Linked DNA regions of Mus musculus: region 2 is linked to region 1. Evidence: chromatin contacts called from public Hi-C data. All regions are on one chromosome and are shown on one strand. Each heading gives the region's core, a stretch centred on a gene start, on an enhancer-like site or on the middle of the called end of the contact. The rest is flanking DNA. Distances are from core to core; before and after follow the strand shown. Region 1 has its middle 36 kb from the start of Gm42015. Region 2 has its middle 62 kb from the start of Gm31314.

Region 1 (4,663 bases), core at 1,708-4,207:
CTTCTATCACCCTCTTCTAGCAATCTGGAGGACGAGGACGGGAGACTAAAGTCTTTTAGAAATTTCCAAGTCAGATCTCAACTAAAATAGGATTAAAGGGATAATGGGGGGGTGGGGGGAGAAAAAAATCGCAGAGCAAGGTTGCTTGCCCCCTCTTTTCCTGGTCTCCCAAAGGAGGTGAAAGGAATCGGAAGTTACTTTTCAAAGCTGCCCCCGTCTGTTCGTCCGTCCCCTGGCCTGGCTAGTGGTAGACCCTTAAAAGACTCTGAGAGTAGAAACATCTTCCTGTCCCCTCCTCTTTTCGCGGTAGGAAACACAAAGGCGATGGGAAGCCGCAAGGTGGCCCTTGGGGTCCCTTCCAGGTGCTACTGCAGGGGGCACTGTGACATCAAGAACTTTCTCAGCCGCTGCTTGCAGCTGGGCTGATCGTTCAGAGAACAAACCTCAGAGGCTACAACCATTTTCTCCTCGGATGTCCCTAACTTGTATTCTTACAAAGAAATGGAGATGGAAACCTGCCACTCCCCACCCCCCCACCCCTCAACTTCCGTATCGTATATGCAGCGTTTAATTTCTGCACCAATCTTTGTAAATATCACCAGCATCTCCTTTCCCCTCACAACCCCCCCCCCCCATGTTTTCTCCTTTTCTCTTGATTTCTCTTTCCAGTTTCTTCTCCTTGCTCTGCCTCCTCTTATTGCCTCCTGCAGACACCGGGGGGGGGGGGGGGGCGCACACACCTCCCATCTACCTTGGCTGCGTATTTCTGCACCGCTCTGAGAGAGTCTTCCCGGGCTGCGCCTGGCCTTTGCATCCTCCAGATTGGAGCAAAGCGCTGGCTCTTGGCTCTGTACTTTCACAGATCTTTACAGTAATTATGTGGGAACTTCAAAGCAAGGCTATTTGTTTCTCTCTCTCTCTCTCTCTCTCTCTCTCTCTCTCTCTCTCTCTCTCTCTCTCGTTCTCTCTCCTCGCACTACTGAAAGTCCAAACAAAAAATTCTGTCTGCAGACATCGCAGAAAACTGTGTTGAACTTAGCAGCTAGTATTTCAAATAAACAATGCTTGAAACAAAACAAAACAACAAACAAAAACAACACCCCCACCAACCCCCAAACCTCTTCATACTTCTGAGAAAGATAGTGGGGGGAACTCAATGAAGAACCAGTTTCCACTCGAAATGTTCGGATCCTGTCTCAGCCTCTTATACCTTGTGGACTAGAGACCAGGAGTGGCCTTGGAGGAGGAGGCCAAGGAGAACTTTCATTCAAGTTTTCAGTAGCTGAACCTGTAGCGAGGTTCTGTACCTTGCTCCTAATCAGAAGGGGCTAGTTCCAGAAAAAATAAAAAAACAAAACAAAACAAAAACAAAACAACAACAACAAAAAACCCGTGTGCTCTGGGAAAGGCTACTTTTATGGCTTGTTTTATTTTAGCGAGAATTTTACGTATTAAACGTTGAAATAAAATTCCGTCTACGTCTGTGTTTTGTATCTGCCTCAACTCGGGGCGGACACCCAGCTTCAAGGGAGAAGTAAAACGCCCGTTCAATAAGATGATGGGCTGGACGCTACAATGACGAGATGTTTCCCAGGCTCCTGACTTTCTTATAAACGGGGTTTTAGCTCAAGAACTAGAGAGGAAGGAATCTGATGAAGAAGCTGAGAACACCCGACGAATGTGGACCAAATCCCCCATGGTGGACCAATGGAGAGCTCAGAGTGATGGGTGGGTCCTAGAGAAGCCCAGGGAAAGGGGCTTCTAGAATCCACAGGGTTCGTGTGACTCAGCCAGCCCTTCCTCAGGATGTGCTGTGCTGTGGCAGCTGCAGACTCGAAAGGGGTAGATGCCACGTGCTCCCTATGGCTACCCAAACCCACACTTGGTGGACACACTTGCTGACAGGCATAAGCCCCCCCCCCCTTCCCCAATTCTTCTCCATCACCCTGACTGCCTAAGGTATTTGGCCAAAGTGAATTCGAAAGAAGGCACCGACTGAGACAGGTGATTTTCTGTTTTCTCTCCTCAGAGGACAGGCAAAATATTTACAGAGGAAAATTCCCATGCTTTCCCTTTGATTTTTAATGAGGTTAAAAAAAAAATCCCAGCTAAAGGGACGTAAGCTCCTTTGACTAAGCAGATAGGAGAGGCATTTATTAACTCAGTCCCAAATCTGCCTTCCCAAGCCGAGAGTCTCTTTTAGAAAAAAGCTTCCTCCTTTTTTTTTTCTAAAAGCAATCCTCCCTCTTTATTTATTTATTTTGGTCTTTGTTGTGTTATAGTCTCCTTCTCCCTCCCACCCAGAATCATAAATTTTCCTGCAAACCCGGGCACACACTGGTCTGGGGGTCTGTGTTAAGAGTGTGTAAAAAGCGAGTTCGTTATGATTTATTGATTAATACAATGCCACAATCATTATCACGGTAGTAGGAACAAGTGTGACAGTAATAAAAGCCGTTGTAAGCTGAGATCATCCCTCCCAGATGTTTGATGGAGACTTTAAATAGCTTTAAAAGAAAAGGAATAAAAGATTTTTTAAAAAGAGCCTTTATTCCTAAATGCGTATTCCCATAATAGAATAATGGGATATTAACGTACTTAAAAGCACAAGTTCCCACGCCTGAAGCTATACTCTCTCGGAGTTAAACTCCGAAAAGACTTTGAAATACGGGAACTTAGAGCCATGTGGGCTGGTGAGGGAGGCGCTGCTTATAAAATGGCCAGCAGATGGCGCTCCAACCACTGGTTAGGCCACAGATTTTATTTATTTATTATTATTATTTTAAAATTCTGTTCTTGGTCTTTCAGACTAGGGTGTGGACAGGCACTTTGGGTCTGATTTTGAATATTGAACAATGCCATCAAAAGGCATGGAGGACGAAGGCAGGAGTCAGGTCAAGGGGCTGTTCTGGGTGGGTGTCAGGCTGGCCAGATTTTGAGAACTTCAGTGGGACAAGAAAGGATGCTTTGTTTAGCTGTGGGTGGATTCTGGCCAGACTCCATTGAGCAGAAAACAAGGCAATGGTGCCCTCGGGTTTTCCAACTCCTTTTAGGCATTCAGGAAAGGAAAAAAAATTAGATCTTTGGTTGGTGTTGTAAGGACAACACTGTCACTACTCTGTGGTTGGAAGACATTTGGCTTTCTTCTCACCCCGCCCCCAGATCTAGCTCAAGGGAAAAGACGTGGGTGGAGGGAGAGACGGGAGAGAAGGCTGTGTCTGTCCGTGAGTCTGCGTGTCTGTGTGTCGGGTGGGGAGGGCACTTGACAGATGAATGTGGTAGTGGAGTGAAGTGTGTGTGTGTGTGGGGGGGGGGGGGGGAGACACTGAATGAACGCAGAGTCTTGTGGTCGGAGTCAAAACCTGGGTTGCAGGCCCCACCTCTCAGTGTGAGAGGCCACACCATGCTCTGGATGCCAGGATCTGGGGACAAAGGATAGGTCTAGAATGGATGCGACGGCATCCGAGGTTGAACCCGTCTGCGTCTTAAAGGGTAAGGGTGGGTTTGGCTGAAGAGCTCATGGAGAGAAGAATGAGAAGAGGGAATTTTTCCTTTTCCTGGAGCCTTCAAGGTCTTCATAACACAGCTCCCAAGTGAACTGGAATCTGGCCAATCAGAGCCGAGGAGGCAAACAACCAGGAAGTGAATGGCTATCGGGAACATTAGCAGAAACCAGGAGAGCTCAGGGGTCATCTCGAACGAGAGCTGAGATGTGTGTGTGTGTGTGTGTGTGTGTGTGTGTGTGTGTGTGTGTTTAAACCGGATAGAAAACTCTGTTTTAGCGTTTCCACCATTCTTATCTAGTCTAATCTAAGACTTCATTCATAAAATGAATCCCTGTCAACCCAGAGCCATTGCTAGCAGGCCCATTAGGATTCTACTTCTAGACAAGGACACTGAGTGTCGGGGTGGCCCCCAGTCAAATAGCTTCAAACGAAGCTAAAGCCGTTAACGCTGGGGAGAGAGCAAGCTTCAAGTCAGGGTTCTTCTGTTGGTGTGTTCAATGCACAGTTCCATTTTTCACCCTGGCTGATGGGGAACTGGCCCTGTCTCGAAGGCTGTGTGGGAGACTCACTGGGATCCCTTGCCTCAGCCTCCCAAGTGCTGGGATTAGAGTGAGCTGCCATATCTACTGGAGATTAGCGTATTTCAGGGTGATCTATAAGCATGCCTTTGGAGGAAGAAATAAAATGAAATAAAGCACTCTCTTGACTATTGGAGAGAAATCTTCTACTGTTCTTAGGACAGTGTCCTAGGGAGGAGAGACTTGAGACTCTGAGAAATACAAGCACAAAGTCACTGTTGGAAGAGGTGTCACTTGCATGTAGGGGTCAGAAGCCACTAACTCTTGCTATGAATTGATTTAAAAAAAAACAACAACAAAACTTTAATCTAATCTAAAAAAAATTACATCGAATGGTCGAGTGAGTGTGGCGGAGGGGCTGCCAAGGTGTGCGTGTGGTGATCGGAGGACAATGTGGGGGAGCCAGTTCTCTCCTTCCTTCACATGGGTCCCAGGGTTGAACTCAAGTCTTCAGGTATCCACTGAGCCATCTGGTCAACCTTGTCTATAAACTTGCCATCACACGCCCCTACAGCACCCTGAGAGAGCGGAGGTGAGCTGCCAGTGAAGTGAATAAAGGGCCCCCGAGAGGCCCAGCCT
Region 2 (5,191 bases), core at 2,604-5,103, 590 kb after region 1:
AGCTGGGTGGGCTATTGTCAAGAAATAAAATAACAAGAACCTATATATCCTCAGCCTTATATATAAACAGACCAGCACTTACTTACTCAAAGCCCAGAACCCCTTCCTAGGTCAACAGTGAGGTTGTACTGTATGTAATCACCCACGGGTGACTGAAGAATCATCCCACTATTGGTGCTAGATAGACAGCTGTGTTGCTCTTGATGAGCATAATGACCAGAGTTCCGTCCCCAGAACCCACATGAAGGGAGCGGCGGGGGGTGGGGGTGGGGTGTATGAGGACAGTGGCATTCAGTTGTCACCACAGCATGAGGGAGATGGAGACTGGCAGATCAATAGATCTTGCTAGTCCACCAGCTTAGCCTACTTGACGAAGTCCAAACTAGCAAGAGATAAAGTCTCAAAAGAACACAACAAAACAGGTGGATGTCTGCAGAGGAACAACACCTGAGGCTGACTTCTGGCCTACACACACACACACACACACACACACACAAACAGGAGACTAAGGAAGAAGGTTTGTTAGTGAAAACACAGCCTGAGATTTTTGGACTAGCCTGGGCTACATAGTAAGTCCAAAAGGAAAAAAAAAAAAAAAAAAAAAAAAAAAAAAGAGGAAACAAGGAAAAAACAAAAAACCCAAACAAACAAACAAACAAAAACAGAATTTGACCTTGAGACAATCTAGTCACTAAGGAGGTCACACCATGGCAAAATGGCCACATTGTTGAGATTTTTTTTTCTGCTCATCCAGAGACTCAGAGCTGATGGTTCCTTTCCCACACACCTCTCTTCTCCTGCAATCCTCATAACCTTCTAAGCTGCAAACATTGATCCAAAGAGGAAGTCAAGAGCTGCCCTTGAATGGAATGCCCACGTCTCAGCCCATCGAGAGAGGAACCCATTCATCAAGCTGGGACACCTCCCTCCACTCTCCAGGAAGAATGGCCACCAAGTGCTTGTAAATACATGTCCTTAGGTTTAAACAAATCACATCACCATTTGTATTTTTGAGGGGAGCCCTGTGGAAAGATGGGAGGCATGCCTGGCTGTTTGTCCTGAAGACAATGTGAACTTGGGTCCTAGGCTGCTTCCGTCTCTCCTGCCCAAGCCAACGGGTCAGTCTCATGGGCTGGCTGCAGCAGAGAGGTGCCAATTCCTAGATTCTATTTTCATACTGTTTGATGATAAAAATCACTCCAGTGGGACAAATGATAGCAGGACAAAAACAGGAAGCAGCCCCCTGATTAGATAGGGACAGGGTGGCTGGTAGAATACAAAACAAAATGACTGGTGTGATGAATGAGTGGTCCATGGATGTTGCCAGCTCCTTCTTGGAAGAGCCATAAATACATGGGATGAAGAAACTAGGGAAGGAGTGGGGAGCAAGGTGGCTGGCCCTGAGGCATCTCTACGGGGTTACTATCCTTGAGTTGTCTCTGTTCTCTCTTGGGTCAAGGCCACTAGGACAACCATGTTCTCATTTTAACCATGACCTTTGAAGCCTAGAGGTCCAGATGAGTTTTACCTTCTTTGACATACAAAGATGCTTTATGTATAGAACTTTTAGTCAACACAAGGTCTGCTTCTCAGGTGCTGCCTGCCCTTAGATGGTAGGTCCCAATGGAGGTGGTGATTTTATCCTTCAGAAGATATTTGACAGTGTCTGGAGGTAGTTTCCATTGCCATAGGTACAGGAGAAGCATCTGCTAATGCCAAGGCCGGTCCCTAAAATCAAAGACTTTTTCCATCCTCAAATGTCAATGATGGAGAAGCTGAGAGACCCTGGAGAAGCTGAGAAGCCCTGGATGAGAGAAGCTGAAGTGTAGACATGATTCTTTGAAGTATGCAGGTAAGATGACATGTGTACATGCCAATGAAGATGTAAGTGTATTTTTTTGTTTTACATTTGTTTTGCAAAGGAGAGAAATATTACTCAATTTCATTAGGGTAAATTGCCAGAAAAATCAAGCCAAGGTACTCATTCCTGTTTGTCAATCCATGGCTGAAACAAAATACCTGACGCAATCCACTTAAAAGGAAGAAAGGGATATATGTTAGCCTGTGGTTTCAGAGGAGACCGTGACTGCTGGGCCCTGTGGTTGGGGTGGAAAAGTGCATGGTGGTATGGCCACATGGCAGAACAAACCTGTCCACTGCATCACACCATGGAAGCCGAGAGAGAGTGTGGACGGGATCAGGATTCCAGGACCCACTTCAAGAATGCATTCCAGTGGCACAACTTCCTCTCAAGATTCCCCACTTCCTAAAGGTGCCCAACAGTGCCAGAAACCAGATCATTCCAGACCCAAGTCACACCGCCCTCTCACGGCAGCACCAGGCTTGCTTTAAACTCGAGCTTCATCCACTCATCCCAACCAGAGCTCATGTCCGGGTTCCATGTTCAGACACACCCTCTCTGTCCTAACTCCTTATTGCAGCGCACTCTCCCAACCAAGATGAACTGACCATAAACCATGAACCAAAGTGAATTCTTCCTTCCAAAAGGAAGGGAGGGGGAGGAGAGAAGAAGCTATGTGCTCTGTGTGTGTGTGTGTGTGTTATATGTGCATGTGTCTGTGGCATTACACTCACTTTGTACACATACAGGAACCAAAGGAGGACGTCAGATGTCCTTTATTGTGGTTTGATTTACTCCCCATAAGCAGAGTCTCTCTCACTGAATCCAGATCTAGGCTGGCGGCCAACGAGCTCCAGCAATCCCTCTGCTTGCTGGGATTATAGGTAGGTGTGTGTGTGTGTGTGTGTGTGTGTGTGTGTGTGTGTGTGCGTGTGTGTGTACACCTAGGTTTTCTCACGGGTTCTGGGTATTTGAATTCTGGTCCTCATATCTACACAAGTGTTCCTACTTGCTGAACCATCTCCAGAGATCGACTTACTTTTCTGGAAGTTCCATCCAGTAGCCAAATCTTTAGCATCTGCCTCGGAAAGATAAGGAAAGTATTTATTTCAGCCTTAGTCCATAGGAAGTCCCACTTAATGCCAGTGGTGCTTTATGGGTTTAGAGGGATAGTACTGACATCAGGGCCCAATATCGTGTGCTTTTCTAACACTTAGAACTTTGAATGGTCTTCTAGTGACACGGGATGGATGGGTCTACATCCGTCCCCATCCATCCTTCCTGGCTACTGTGGTAAGTGTGGGGCTGGAGAGATGGATCAGGGGTTGTAGTGTTTGTCACAGAGCATGAAGGACAGTGGTTAGAACCCCAGAATCCATGGGGTGTGAGTCTTGGAAGATGGGAGACGAGGATGCCCCAGAGCAAGCTGGCCAGCAAAACTTACCTTATTGAAGACCTCTGGGTTACATTGTGAGAGCCTGCCTTAGTGATAAGTTGGAAGAGCAAGCAAGGAGGTCTCTGAATACCAACCTTGAGTCTCCACATGCACTTGCACACGTGTGTGCCCACAAACAAGCACACAACCACACAAGTGTGCAAATAATGGAAAAGAGAAAATAATACCCAAGCTGTTGACTAGTCTGATCGCTACAAGGGGTAATTCCCTTGAAAAATCATCTCTCCAGACAAGTGGATGAAAATGTTCTGTGGTGGCTTCCACACATGGTGACAGGACTTTGAAGTTTTCGAAAGAGGAAAAATGACCTCGGACTTGGAATTATGTAAGGTCCTTGCTACATGAGCAGCTGTATCCCAGACAGCCCCAACGACAGGCTCACATCTTGTTTATTAAACATGCCGGTCACACCACGCCAAAGTCTTCTGTAGTACTGGAGTGACAAGCAGCCAGCCAGCCTGGCCACCCATAGCTCCCTGCCCTCAGCTCCCACAATGTAGACAGGCAGCGGGTCATGTGGTTCCGTTCTCAGAAAGCTCCAGGGGAGGAAAGCTGACTCACAGGAGACCATCTGTCCACTGGCCAGTCACCCAAGTGAGTCTTGTAGGGCATTGTCCCCCGAGAAGTGACTCACACCATAAATCTCACTCTGAGAATTTTAGGATTGGGAAACCAGGCACCCGTTGGTAAGGGTCACAGTAAGCAAGAAGTCCATGTTTAAGGGACTGACTCTGAATTGTCCCCTAAAGGTTCATGTTTCGAATGTTTGGTTCCCAGCTCTGGGCTGCTATTTCTAGGATGTATGGAAACTTTGGGGGGTAGGGGAGGTTGTAGCTGGAGGAAGTACGTCACTGGGGGCGGGACTTTAGGGAGGGAGGGGTTTCCCTGGCTCCTTCCTCCTGCTTTCTGCTTCCTGGTCAGGCACAATGACAAGACATACTGCCCTCGTACACGGGGCTTCTATAGAAAAACAGCTTAAACTAGCCTTGTGGGACTGAGAGACTATTAGATTCTTGGACTTCCCATTCACAGCTGCCCATTGTTGGGTTAGTTCGATGACTATAAGGTATTACAATAAATTTCCTTAATATAGAGAGACGTTCCGTAAGTTCTGTGACTTTAGAGAACCCTGACTAATACACTCCCAGAAGCAGGCTGTGCAAAGAGTAACTAGCTGAGAGTCATGCTGGTCACTCTCAGCTAGGTAAGCTACTAGAGAACCTACCAAGTATCAATCCATCGGAGACAAAAATGTCCTATGCACCTCCTGACCCAAAGAAGAAGGGTCAGGTGAGCTGTGAGGATAATGTGGTACCTGTGGACTACAGGCCACTTTTGATCCACCCTGACAGGAGCTCAAGCCTCTGAAATGGCTGGCATGCACAAGGTCCTAGCTTAGAAGTTCCAGCACCACCAGACCCAAAACCAACTTTTGAAGATGATTAGGCTTCGAATGTAAGAAGTGTTCACTCTGGGCCAGCAAGTTAGTTCCCCAGGTGTGGGTGACTGCGTCTAAATCTGATGATCTGAGTTCAATCCCCGGGTCCCACGTGAGGGAAGGACAGAACTGACTACTGCAGACTGTCTTCTGACCTCCACAGGTGCTGTAGCACACATGAATACACACAGCAAATAATCAAATAAATAAGCGTAACTTTAAAATTAACAAGAGAAACATTGCTTAATTTTAGCTCCCAGCAGAAATTCTGTGGGTCTCTAACTTGCCGCGATCTAAACTAAAGATGGAAAGGACCGTTTCCCATTACTTTGTAAAAATGCAGGCTGGGTGGTCAGTACCATAAGAGCCAAATGAGTGATGGGGGATTGATTGAGTCAAACACATCATACACGGGTTTGAAATTTGCCAAGGATAA

The links. Hi-C and Micro-C count contacts between places; a contact is called where the count stands out from the background.
Region 2: a contact with region 1 is called in a Hi-C map of uterus. The contact joins two enhancer-like sites. A contact is called at or near these places in 2 of 484 Hi-C or Micro-C datasets (nephron progenitors and uterus) and 1 of 115 datasets of contacts at active chromatin or transcription factors (craniofacial prominence).

Annotation. Positions count from the first base shown.
Region 1 is chr5:118,877,189-118,881,851 of GRCm38.p6, forward strand. No RefSeq gene overlaps it. Among named protein-coding and RNA genes, the nearest start is that of Gm42015, 36 kb to the left of the region's middle. Within about 2 kb of position 2,958, at least 33 of the 459 cell types and tissues checked have an H3K27ac peak or open chromatin away from gene starts, as enhancers often do. A contact at or near this core is called in uterus, where this site is marked.
Region 2 is chr5:119,463,703-119,468,893 of GRCm38.p6, forward strand. No RefSeq gene overlaps it. Among named protein-coding and RNA genes, the nearest start is that of Gm31314, 62 kb to the right of the region's middle. Within about 2 kb of position 3,854, at least 22 of the 459 cell types and tissues checked have an H3K27ac peak or open chromatin away from gene starts, as enhancers often do. A contact at or near this core is called in uterus, where this site is marked.